Regions from separate parts of the Ovis aries genome. Here region 1 is linked to region 2. The links are chromatin contacts, called in public Hi-C maps. All regions are on one chromosome and are shown on one strand. The core of a region is the stretch at or near the end of the contact, and the rest is flanking DNA. Distances in the headings are between cores, read along the strand shown. Region 1 holds the start of NSMCE4A (NSE4 homolog A, SMC5-SMC6 complex component). Region 2 overlaps ATE1 (arginyltransferase 1).

Evidence for each region. Hi-C and Micro-C count contacts between places; a contact is called where the count stands out from the background.
Region 1: a Hi-C map of hypothalamus shows a contact between it and region 2, with 2.1 times the contacts expected there. The contact joins the promoter of NSMCE4A here to the enhancer-like site in region 2. A contact is called at or near these places in 4 of 16 Hi-C or Micro-C datasets (blood, hypothalamus and tail adipose tissue).

What each region holds. Positions count from the first base shown.
Region 1 is chr22:41,385,431-41,391,652 of ARS-UI_Ramb_v3.0, reverse strand. NSMCE4A (NSE4 homolog A, SMC5-SMC6 complex component) reads left to right here and starts at 1,998. Exons shown (of 9, transcript XM_060404567.1): 1 at 1,998-2,381; 2 at 3,067-3,144; 3 at 5,665-5,795. The coding sequence starts at 2,090. It overlaps LOC132658392 (a long non-coding RNA gene), which reads right to left and starts at 5,489. Exons shown (of 2, transcript XR_009597994.1): 1 at 5,235-5,489; 2 at 3,135-4,691.
Region 2 is chr22:41,329,754-41,336,276 of ARS-UI_Ramb_v3.0, reverse strand. The region is part of intron 7 of ATE1 (arginyltransferase 1); the gene reads left to right. Among named protein-coding and RNA genes, the nearest start is that of ATE1, 27 kb to the left of the region's middle. Within about 2 kb of position 3,961, at least 6 of the 54 cell types and tissues checked have an H3K27ac peak or open chromatin away from gene starts, as enhancers often do. A contact at or near this core is called in hypothalamus, where this site is marked.

The DNA of each region.
Region 1 (6,222 bases), core at 749-3,248, 57 kb before region 2:
TTTTCAAGGTTGTTTTGGCTATTCTGGGTCCCATAGGGCTTCCCTGGTGGCTCAGAGGTCAAAGCATCTGCCTGCAATTCGGGAGACCTGGGTTCGATTCCTGGGTCGGGAAGATCCCCTGGAGAAGGAAATGGCAACCCACTCCAGTATTCTTGCCTGGAGAATCCCATGGACAGAGGAGCCTGGTGGGCTACAGTCCACAGGGTTCCAAAGAGTCAGACACGATTGAGCATCTAACACTTTGACTTAACAAGGAGTCTGGAGGTAGGCAGACTCCAAGACACTCAGCAATTCAGTCACATCTATGTCCATCCTTGCCCTCCAGTGTTCCCAGTATTCTGGTCTTTTCTCATGCTTGTCTTCTCGTCAGTAGTAGACAGATTGGTTGCCATCATGCCAGACTCCATTTCCTCATGCCAGCATCACAAAGAAGAGTGAGGATGGTGATAAAGACTTTTCTTTTCTGCAGGCTTTGTGAGTGATGCAAATGTGAATCTGCCTCCCATATCACTGTCCAGAACAGAATCACGTCCTATCCCTAGCCCGATCTTCGGGGAATGGGGATGAGATTACCATGATTCATTTCAGGGCATACCTTTCCTGAAATCCAGGTTAAGCAGGAGTGAGGTGTGATATATGCTGCAAAGAATAGTGCTTATCTCAAACTGAGTACATCTGATTCACAACATGGTATTTTTGTAGACTTGGGTAGTAACTCAACTGACATTGTTCCTTTGAAAAAAAATGGGTTCTCAGCACCGAAAAGAACTCTTGAGAAATATTTGCAATACAATCCAAAATACGTGGGAGATTCATATACTTATCTTTAAAACTGTATTAATATAATTTCATAGTTTTTAGACCCATTTAAAAGTATTTTAGAATCTTTCAGCTTGAGGACCAAATATGAACATAAACTGTCAAGGTGTAGATATTTAAAAACGATGGTTAACAGAGTTTACTCCAAGAAAATCAAGGAACCTTGTCAATTTTCTGTTTGTTCAGTTGTTCTGTCCTCAAAAAAGGTGGGATTGGGACTTCCCTGGTGGTCCAGTGGTTAAGAATTCATCTGAGGATCCCACATACCACAGGGCAACCAAACCCCTGTGCCACAACTGAGCCCAGAAGTCTATAACCCATGCTCCAAAACAAGAGAAGCCAAGGCAATGAGAAGCCCAAGAACCACAACTAGTGATAAGCCCCCCACTGGTGGCAACTAGAGAAAGCCTGCCTGCCCAGCAACAAGGGCCCAGTGCAGTCAAAAATAAACTCAGACAGTAAAGAATCTGTCTGCAATGCAGGAATTGAGGGTTTCCACTTCAGTATTCTTCAGTATACTGAAGAACCCACTTCAGTATTCTTGCCTGGAGAATTCTATAGACAGAGGAGCCTGGTAGGCTACTGGAGTCCATGAAGTCCCAAACAGTTAGACAGGACTGAGCGATTAACACTTTTCACTTTCAAAAAAAAAAAAAAAGTGGAGGGGGGATTACCAGCTGTTCATAAACTCCACTGGGTCCCTGCCATAATGGCTCAAGGAACTAAGGTCACAGATAGTGAGTGGCAGAATCTCATCTTTCGTCTCCATGTCCAGCGCGCATCCTGCTTAACTGCAGGAGACTCGATCAACAAACACGGTCTGCGTGCCCATTACCTGGCAATGTCCCAGATATTTCTGTCTGGAGCTTGGAATGAATTTCCAGCTGCAAGAATGCTAAGTATTTGTTTTAAGGGTGTGGCTGGGTCCGGGAGAGCCAGGGAGACCCCGGGGAAGGTGAAAGTCTAATAAGGTGGGCACGGAGGACCAGACCACGAAGATTATAAGCATCTAAAGTGGGATCACAGGGTATCCAACGTCAGGGGCGTGCAAAGTCAGGGGCCTGAGCCGCCCGGTGCCCGCCTGGCGGCGCTGTAGCCACTGCGCCCCCGGCCTCGGCCCCTGCCGCCGGCCTCCAGCCACAGGCGTCGCTGTGCGCTCGCGCCGGCAAGGGAGCCGCGTTCCGGGGGGAGCAGGCGCTTAGGGTGTGCAGGGCTTTCAGTTTCTGGCGCGAACTTCCGCCGTTCCAAAGTTGCAGGGAGGCTTGGCGCTATGTCCGGGGACAGCAGCGGCCGCCGGCCCGAGGGCCGGGGCCGGGGCCGCGACCCGCACCGGGATCGCACCCGCTCCCGCTCCCGCTCGCGGTCCCCGCTGTCGCCCGGGTCCCGCCGCGGCGCCGCGCCCGAGCGCAGGGAGGCCCCAGAGCGCCCGGGCTTGGAGGATACCGAACCGTCGGATTCCGGGGACGAGATGATAGACCCGGCGAGCCTGGAGGAGGAGACCGACCCCAGTCTGTGCCGCCAGATCCGCCATCAGTACCGGGCGCTTATCAACTCGGTCCAACGTAAGGCAGGGTAGCGAGGCGGGAACGGCGCGCAGGCCCTGCGCGGCCCAGCTGGTTCGTGGAGCCCGGGACCAGCCCCGCGCCGCCCGGCCGTTCCCGGGTTCGGGGTTTACGAGGCACTCGCGCATCTGTCGTGCGGATCGCAAGGCACGACCTTGGCGGGGGCGCGCGAGTCCCCCAGGGGCGGGACCGCCCGAGGCCGGGCGCGGTCTGGAAGCCAGGGAGAGGAGGCACGAGGAGCCGGGGCGCATTTTCTTAGATCCAGCGGTTCCCCGCCGGCAGTCGCCCGCCCGAGGCAGCTGCCAGAAATGCAAATTCCCCAGTGTACTGGACCTACCTATTCTGAAACTCTGGGTGGCCCGGCTGTGCAAGCTGTGGCTTGCAGAGTTAGAGAGTCCTTCTGATTAAGAGCGCTCTTTAGAGGCTGCAGAAGGCGTGGAAGCCCATGGGTGAAGGTTAGGGGGAGCGAAGTGGGTCCCCTTTTCAAGTTCATTCTGCTAATGGGGTAGTCATCTTTTCTGTTGTCAGGCCGTTTTGGTTAAAGAAATACAGCTGAAAATAATTCCACCGGGGGGTGGGGGTGGGGGCTGGGACTTGGCTCTCCAGCTGCTGCTAGTTACTCTGTCAATGACTTGTTAGCCTATGATGAGCACCTTTCCCAAAGTTTGTATTTTTTTTAAAATAGAAAACCGGGAGGATATATTGAATGCCAGCGACAAGTTAACAGAGGTCCTTGAAGAGGCCAACACTCTCTTTAATGAAGGTAATTCTTTATTTTATGGAAGGAAGCTTTCTGTGATCATATATTTTAGGGTAATTTTAATTAGTTTTGCATGAGAACCGAATGCTTGACACCAAACAACCCCCATATTTATAAGAGTGCTTTACTAGTTTTGGAACCTTTTCCCTTGTAGCACCACTTCTATGATTGTGCACTTATCAGTCCCTAAGCACTGCTTCCCTGATGGATCAGGGGTTAAAGCGTCTGCCCACAATGCGGGAGACCTGGGTTCGATCCCTGGGTCAGGGACGATCCCCTGGAGAAGGAAATGGTTAACCCGCTCCAGTATTCTTGCCTAGAGAATCCCATGGACGGAGGAGCCTGGTGGGCGAGTTGGACACAATTTCACTTTCACTTTCACAAGTACAAACAAGTAGTAAGGGCTTTATTTGGGGGTGGGGAGCAGCAGCCAGTTTTAACAGGCGCTCCAGGAGATTCTGTTGCTTGTTCAAGTTTGAGAACTTTCTGTGTATTAAATTTCTATTGTATTGACTGCTGAGAATTTTTATGTCTTATCTTTCTACTCTATTGACTACCTAGGATGCATTGGATGTATTAAAGAAAGAACTGAGCTGGCTTCTGACATCCTGTTTCTTTTCCTGCCTTCCTCCCGACCTCCCGTCCCTAAGCTCCTTGTTTTGGTCCACCTAATATAACCCAGTGGGGATGGCCAGGTCTACAGGTGGCCCTGTTGGTCTCCAGTGAGGGGAGGGGCCTGAGAAAGAGAAGAATCTCAGCACTGAACTCTAGCATTGTTGGGGGCGAAGGGGCCTCTGAAATAAAAGCTTGGTTTGAATGAAAAGCAGCAGCAATGTTAGTGCTAAGAGGGGTCTCTGTGTTTGAAGACAGGACAGGTCAGGCAGCCCCTGATGGTGTGGGCACTGGGTCACAGAGCCCGGGGACAAGTCCTCAGACTACTTTTCCCTCCTGGCCTTTCTCTAAATTCTATGGGAGCAGAAGAGGAGAGTGCAGACCCATGCAGGTGAAGAAGTCAACAGAGCTGGCCGCTGCCTGGACACCACCACTCCACATGTTCTCTGAGAACCAGAACATTTCTTTCTTTTCACTTGGTGCAACCCCTCCTCCACTCTCTCTAGCTTTTTCTTCTCTTCTGAGCTGGGAACCCCCCTGCCCAGGCTGTCTCTTCAGGGTTGCTCTTGATCCCTGGTCCCCTATTATTCACCCACTGCTGAAAAGTTGTTGATTAACAGATCATTTCCTGCTTGGCCAATTCTACTATGCTAGCTGGGTCGCCTTTTTAAGGCACAGTTACTCAACCAGGCCCTAGGAGACAGTCAGCCAACAAAGGATTCTGTATCCTCCATATATACAGACTGCATGTTCTGCAGCTCCTAGAGATGTGAATCCATCCGTGGGAGATGGGCATTTTCCTCACAGCTTTCGTGGCAGTGACGGGCTGGCGGCGGGGAGGGGAGGTCAGGTCTGCAGCAGCCCAGGAACTAGTCCCTAGCTTTTGCCTCTTGTCTCTCATTCATTGTCACGGTCACAGTAATTCTCCTGAAATAAAACTGGGGAGAAAATTATGCATATGAATACAAAACTTGGAGTCAGTGGGTTCATCAGCCTGAGGAATGTTTGGGCAATCAAAAATTCAAGTGAAATGGCCTTGAGGAGCAAGCTAGGCAGAGGCATTGGCGTGTTTGAACTCTGCCTGCCGGATTTGTCTCTTGGCTGCTTTTTCAGTTCGCCTTTGCTGGTGTTCCTGGAGCACAGTTCCACACTGCCTGTTCCCTTTCGGGGCCTGGTCAAACCGATTCCCCTCAGTCCTGTGTCTTCCTCTAATGAACCCTCCCCCTCATACCAAACCTCATCTTCAGTTTCCTGGCCCCATTTCCTGCTTGTCTCCTTTTATTTAAATCCTTGTCTGCAGCTTATCTTAAATGTTAAAAGATGACCCATTTTGGATCATCCATGCTCGGAGGTCATGGCCCTGCTGCCTGTAGGCTGTTCATTTGGTGGGACCTGTGCTGCCAGGCAGGGTTTGCCTCTCCCGCTACCTGCCCAGCACGGAACTGCACCTGAAGCTCCTTGACAACATACCTATTACCTACCGGTCTTGGCCACGCCCAAGCATAACGCCTTACACACGAGGGCATTCAGCTTGGCTTCCATCATCAACACAGGTGTTCATAGTGCCTGGATGGGTTACTGGAGTCTGAGGGTCGAAGAGCCAGTGTTAGAGATGACGGAGGTTTTGTTAAACTGCAGTTAATGAAGAGATTTTTATTCAGTTCCCAGAAGCAGGAACAGTGTAGTAGAGAGAGCAGGCTTTTTAGGAAGACTGATCAGCTTTGATTTCAGATTTTGGTGAGCTGACCAGGGGAACCTGTTTTTACACAGAGATGAGTGTGTTTGAGATTTTTTTTTTTCCTTTTGGTCCAATGGGAAATGGGGAGTTAAGTGCAGTTGGAAGTTTTGGGAAAATGCCTGTGGATAAACATGTATGTTGTAATGTGTGTCTTTTCCTTCTTTTTCGAATAGTGTCCCGAGCAAGAGAAGCAGTCCTAGATGCCCACTTTCTTGTTCTGGCTTCAGATTTGGGCAAAGAGAAGGCAAAGCAGCTGCGTTCTGATCTGAACTCGTTTGATATGTTACGATATGTGGAAACTCTAGTAAGTTCAAAGCTACAGAATCGTAATAAAAAATGTTTCATGCCACATATTGTATAATTACCCACTTTGCTTATATCCATATGCAGATGGTTTTCACGTCATTTTCCCTTTTGTTTGGGCCTGAGATTCCTCCAGAGAGATCTTACCAGATTAAACACATGACAGTCGAACTATGTGGTGGAATCTAGGTTGGGAATTGAGAGCAGTTTGAAAACCTCCTAGCCTTCTAAGACTCAGGGTGCTGTTTATTTCAAATGGCCATTTTTTCCCTCACTCGGTTGTCAGTTCAGGAGTTCATTCTCAGTGACCCGGGACCTTTGTGCTAGGCTGGGCAGAAACCCACATGCAGGCAAAGTACAGCTGGATATGAGTTACGTCTGGGGGAGGGGCATGTTTTGATTTGTCTTTGAGAGTATTTCAGAACCAT
Region 2 (6,523 bases), core at 2,712-5,211:
AACAAGGCACTGGTCAGGAGCTTGGTCCTAGTTCTGATCTTTTTTAGGTAGATTATTAAACTTGGGGCTCATTAAGAGGGAATTTTAAGACCTGTGAGCTGCCCTAATGGTAGTTCTGTGTAGGGAGATGGTCACTGCTGTAGGTGACTCCTTTACTTGCTGGCTTTTTATCCTAGAAATTCTTCCTTCACTTGGCAAATTCTTGCTCTCAGATAAGAGTCAGCTCTCTGTGGCGCTGGCTGCCTAGAGAGACTGATGTGGACATGCTGCTCGGCTTCTCAGTCTCCAGGTGTGGCATTCCTCTCGTGGAGCAGGAGTTTTCCTTGTACTTGGCTACAGTTTTCTACGTGAGTAACCAGCTAGTATTCCAGTGCTCAGAGACAAAGAAAAGCCAGAAAAGTTCTCTGGAAAGTTCAAATGATCTGACCTGCTTTCCTGGCTCCAGGCAGCAGCTCTGTTTTGTGGTTTTGTCCATATAATGGGCCAAACTAATTTAATTATGTTCAAGAAAATACATTTTTGCTTTTGTTGTTGTAAAACATTTGAAGTAAATAACAGTCAGCATACTAACTTGGGAACTTTAAGCAACCATATCAATGCAGAAAATCCATTTTTAACTCTGTTGGTAACTGTAAAATAAAATCACTTAGGCACCCCAAGAAGTAGGTTATTTTTTGAGAGATTTGATGAGGCTATAAATAAATATAGATTGCTTTGACATCCAGAACAGCAAGTCAGTTCTTTTCAGTAACATCTTTAGAAAAGCAGCACATAATTGCAGGGGGTGAGATTGTATGAGACTTCATAAGTGATTCTGTGCGTTTGCTTCCATTACTGTGTTCAGTCATTCAGGTAGATACCAGATTTTCAAAACAGAATACTATCTAGATAAAATAAAGCAGGAGTAATTTGTGACCTGTCTTTTGTATAATGCAATATAAAGCCAGCATTTAAGAATATTTATTTTTCAAAATACAAGTAATTCCATAGGATACAAATATGGGATTTTTAGCTAAAATTTTACTATGTTATAGATAATACCATTATCTAATAGTATTCACTGCCAGTAGATCTCAGCTCTTCTAAACTGTGTGAAGAACAGGCTGTAGCCATAGCTCCAGTAGTCGCATTACAATTCTGAGGCATTGGCTGAATGGTTTTCTAGATTTTATTATGGACTTTCAGACAAAGGGAAATTGAGAGAATGCTGTACTGACTGCCTTGTTTCCATCATCTAGATTCAACACGGGTTAGTTTTCTCTGTTTGCTCTATCTCTTTTTGTGTGTTGAATCATTCTTTGTTGTTTTTATTTTTCCTTGATTGGATGTATTGTAGTTTATTCACGCAATCCCTAGTTAATGGACTGGAACTTGTTTCTAATCTTCTGCTGTTTTAGATAGTATACTTTTGTCATTGTGCCTTTGGGTGGAAGTGTATTTTTTGCTTGATCTGACCTGTGCATCAAAGGACAAGAGCTCATAGAATTTTGCTGGTTATTGCCAAATTCCCTCCATGGTTGTACTGTCTTTACTCCAGAGTATGAGAATGTCTTTCTCCATAGCACTCCCAAACGAGCTGGTCTCAGACTTTGTGGATTTTTTTTTTTTTTTTTTGTATCCTTAGTTTTTAGAGTATGGAAAGGATGTTAGGAAGAAGTGTCTTATTTTGGGTGACCTCTGTGATCATAAGCTGAAATGTATATAAAGAATTTTGTATTTATACTTTATATAATTTAATGAAACAGGTGAGAGACTGATGCTGATGGGAACAGAAAAGTGGAAAGAAGTAAGCCGAAGCATCTAAGGGATCATGAAGTCGACAGGACTGTTGTCCTGACCAGGAATATTTATAACGATGAGGTTTAAAAATAATGTTTCTAAGAGTGTCTTTAATGACTCAACATTTTTCTCAATTAGAATAGGGATCTGCTGTATTAAATTTAATGAGTGAGTCCAGCTTATTTCCTTAATAAAACTCTTAAGCAGCAATAGGTTAGACCTTGTCTGGTCTATAAGAAGTCTGTCCTCAAGAGGTTGGCTTACACTGTGTCCCTTTCTGTCCTCATTGTAGGATAATCGTGTGATGTGATTTTGTGTTTATATGTGTGTATATCATATCATAGTTGAATTATTATAGAATTAAAGGGAATTTAATTTAAATTTTAAGAGCAGTATATATTCCTATCTCTCCTTTTTTTTAAAAATATGTATCATTTAGTGCTTAGATAGTTTGATACGGAACAGCTCTTCCTCTCTTTTTGAATTTGGAGGTACTGTGTATACAACTGAACACAAAGCGGAACAAAAGGAGTCAAAACCAAGCTTGCGATTCTCTGCTCATGTGACACGAACCAGCTTTGTATACTGCCTGAGATACAGTTGGGGTTAGTATGGAAAGTAAGCCTGGCTTGAGTGATTTGCTCGTCAGGTCGCTGTGTGGCAGTGTATTGGGCGCGTCTGGTGTCATGTGGGGAGGGCCCTCTGGTGGCACCGTTGCTATCTGCCCCCTCTTCATTGCCGACCACTCCTTGGTTGGGGTGAGGGGCTGGGCAGATGCTGCCTTTGGGTTGTGACTTCTCTGACTTTATTCTTCACAAGGATTGTTCACAAGGATCTTTCTTGAACTGCTTGTTCTGTGGCTTTGTTATCTGCAGTGGACACCTGCCTCCTTTTAATAAGTCCCTGTTACAGGTCTATACTGGGCTTCCCTTGTGGCTCAGCTGGTAAAGAATCCACCTGCAATGCGGGAGACCTGGGTTCGATCCCTGGGTTGGGAAGATCCCCTGGAGAAGGGAATGGCTACCCACTCCAGTATTCTGGCTTGGAGAATTCCGTGGACTGTATAAGTCCACGGGGTCGCAGAGTCAGACAGGACTGAGCGACTTAGCTTTTCACTTTCACAGGTCTGTACTACAGAGAACTCCCTCCTATAAGCACGCTGTTCTCTATCTAATTAAACAGAGGAGGTTATCAGGCTTCGTGGTCACTCTGTTCCATGTTTTCATTTTCCCTTTTTTTGTGTCACACATTCACAAGCTGGCAACAAGAGAATACGATGGTGGGAGATGAAAGTGGTTTATCCCCTGCTCGATGTCTTTGTCAACAGTAAAGTCACTTTTCTGGCATAGGTCACAGAGCCCATCATCTTTGTTTCTCTTTAGATTGTTTGAAACACAGCGCTCTTTGAATCTATGGATGAAGATAGTGGAAATGTTTTCCTAGGCCACAAGCACACAATTGAATAACACCAGACAGTTACTCTCTGTTTGTTTGTAGGTAGTCATGACATCAACGGTGTCACTTACCATTTATTGTAAAATCTTTAAACAGGCTTTTTAAAAAGAAAAAGATGAACAAACTTTGTTTTTTACAGTAGTTTTAGATTAAGAAGCCGTTTTGGAAAGAAGTTCACATATTATTTGAGAGACATCACTAGGATTAATAAATCTGAATTATGTATTTTTACCTTAATATTATAAAGAACCTTAAAATGGAAAATTTCAGGCGTTTGTAGAGATAATAGTGCAGTGAACTCCGTATGCCCATTGCCCAGCTTCAACACTGTCAGCACTTAGCCTTGTTTCCGCTTGCCACCTTTTGTTTGTTGTCCCTGAAATTATGCTCTTTTATCTATAAATACTTTTTTTTCCTGCTTATTCCATCAGGCAGTCTTACATAACTTTAAAAGTTACAGTGATTGAGGTAATTTCATGCTATCCTGCTTTCTCAGAAAGCACTGTTTTCTAAAATTAGTTCAGAGAACTTACTGTGAGAGACTCACACATCAGGAGACCTCTGCTTCTGAGGGATATTTATTTTGGGGAAAGTTGTGTTAGAGTCAGGCCTGAAGGATAAGACGGTAAGCGTGGTAAATAGAAGGTTGCCATGGGTCTCTTCTGACCCCTGGAGAACTAAGAGGAAGCAGTAGTGTGTTGAGAGCACCAGACTGTTGTCTCACTCCAGCCGCCAGGTGGTGCTCTAGATACAGAACAGGTTTGCTCTGAACATCAGGCTCGGTCCCTATGGGGTGTGTCTTTACAGCCTAAGAAGTATGGATGTTTTTCTTCTGCCATTTATAAGACTGACTTTGCATTGAGGCATTGAACATGATAATTACAAATGATTCTTTGCTTGTTAAAGATGTAAGTATTTTCCAGCACTTAACCTAGAGAGGAGCTTTCAGATTTGTTTTCCCTTCTTAATAGCCTTACTCTATGTATATGAAAATAATAACAGCCTATGTTTAGAAACTTATTCAGTGTATTGTACTGACATTTTCCTTCAATTATGCAGAGGAACCAGACAATTTTGTATAGGATAGGTATATACTATTTTATAAATACCTAACTGTCATAATCAATAGAATTTGAGTGATGGCAAAGGGTGAGCATTTTGAAATCTTAAGATATTTTTTCAGGCTACTTTTTGAGTAAAGTAGAGGGCTTGAAGTAGAGGGCAACATTTGTACAATTTAGTCAAAAAAGCCACAGAGAGTAACTTTAGGGGAAGAAAAGGCAGCGTGAGGGCATGTGGTACGCAGCAGTGCTGTGAGGGCAGAGCACGCCTGCGGCCAGGAGGGCCACTGTCACAAGTCTTGCTCGGCGTTCTGGGACAGAAGGCGGCCCCTGTGAGCAGCCCCTAAGTCAGGACAGTTTTGTGTCATAATCTCTCTCGAGGTGTGCTGCATGACATTTTTTATTAATAATAGTTAAATCATCAAGGTTGTAAAATCATTTACTTAAATTAGAGCAGAGGCCATGGTTCTATCCCCATGTCATACTGTTAATTCTGAGGAAGATGCATAGGGGTAGAGTTAAACCAGCAGTGGGAACATTTTTTCCTAAAAGTTCTTTCTTTAGGTCAAGAATTTCCAAAACTTGTCTCAGATCATAAAATCGTAGCATCATAAAGCATTAGAGATAGGACCTTCATGATTGTGTAGAGGGTATGGGTAGGGTATGGATTCACTCCTCTTACTTAGAGAATTAATTTGTCTAGGGTAACACAGGTGGTGAGTGGCAGAGCAGTGTCTCCAAATTTAAGAGCTTTTTGCACTAGACCATGGTGTTGCCATGTGAAAGCATAAAAGTGGGCCGAAATAATTAACCTCAAATAACTGACACCAGTGAATGAACTGTTCAACATAAAGCAAAATTTCCAGACAATTGAAACATTTTCATTGTTAAGATTTTATGTATTCTGACCATTTGAAATGAGTCTTTTCCAAATGTGTCGTGTTCTTCCCTGCCTTCTGTCCCAGAACGCTGAGCAAGACTTGTGACAGTGGTCCTCCTGTCCACAGGCATGCTCTGCCCTCACAGCATTGCTGTGTACCACATGCCCTCACACTAACTGCTTTTTTTTCCCCTAAAGTGACTCTATTTCATCCTGTTTCCCTTCTCTTTCTGTGCTTGGTTTTTGCGGTGTTTGTCTAGTTTGGCATTCTTGCCCTTCCTAATTTGTGGTTTCTTGATGTGTTTGTAAAAATATTTATTGAGCACATGCTGTGTGCCTTGTGGTGTCTGAGAGGCGTTTGCTCTGGTCAGCAAATGAGTGAGTAAGTCAGATCAGTGTTCCCTTGCTCCTGTGGCGCTCACATCCTAGGGTGGGAGGGAGTGGTCAGAGGTAGTCATTTGAGAGTAGCTGTACTAAATGAGCAAATTACACAGTAGGTCAGCAGCGGGTAACTAAAGGAAGGCAGAACAGGTGTAAGAGAAGAGTGGATCACCAAGTTAATTGTTAGTGAAGTTAACTAACAGTCAAGGGGAAAATGGGAAAGGGAGCTGGAGGGTTTCCTCTGCACGCTGGGGACAGAAGCACTAGGACCTGCCTTTTTGAGTCCTCATTTTAACCTGTTTTGCTTTCTTCTGGGGTTTGAATGTCTGAAATTCTAGAGTAGTTTGCTAACTGATCTCTTGAGGTATACTTTAATATTAATAGTTTATAGTTAATATGTAGCTACTTATACTGTCTTCTGGAAGCTAAAGAATGAGAGTTTGAGCAGGATGTTTGGTGTCAAATTTAACGCGTGGCACTGAGTGGATGCTGATTCTTGATTAACCACCTACAGGAGGAGAGACGTGCCCTGTGATAAATGATCTGGCTTGAATAGTGTGAAGATGATACCAGTACTAGTAGATAGCCTTGGTGTGTTTATCGTTCTGGACATTTTGGATGAGAATATTGATATCAGATAGTCTGAGGAGCATCACGGGTAACAGTGTGGACTCCGATCAGACACTTGGCTTAAGTCTCGTCTTCCCCACTTACTACCTGGAGCAGGTTTCTGCTTCCTCTGCTTCCGCTCTTCAGGTTCCTCGTTTGTGAGCATGGGGAGAACAGCACATGGGGCTCGTGAGAACTAAGTCAGGGCAAAGGTGCTTGGCTAGATAATCATCAGCTAAACGAGTTGCTGGGCTGTGGACGATGACAAGGCATTCGGAAGCATCAGAGACACTGAGCTCAAGGGCAAACAAGTGATACTTCTGGTTCGTCCAGCCAGCATTTGCAAATTATAGTTTTC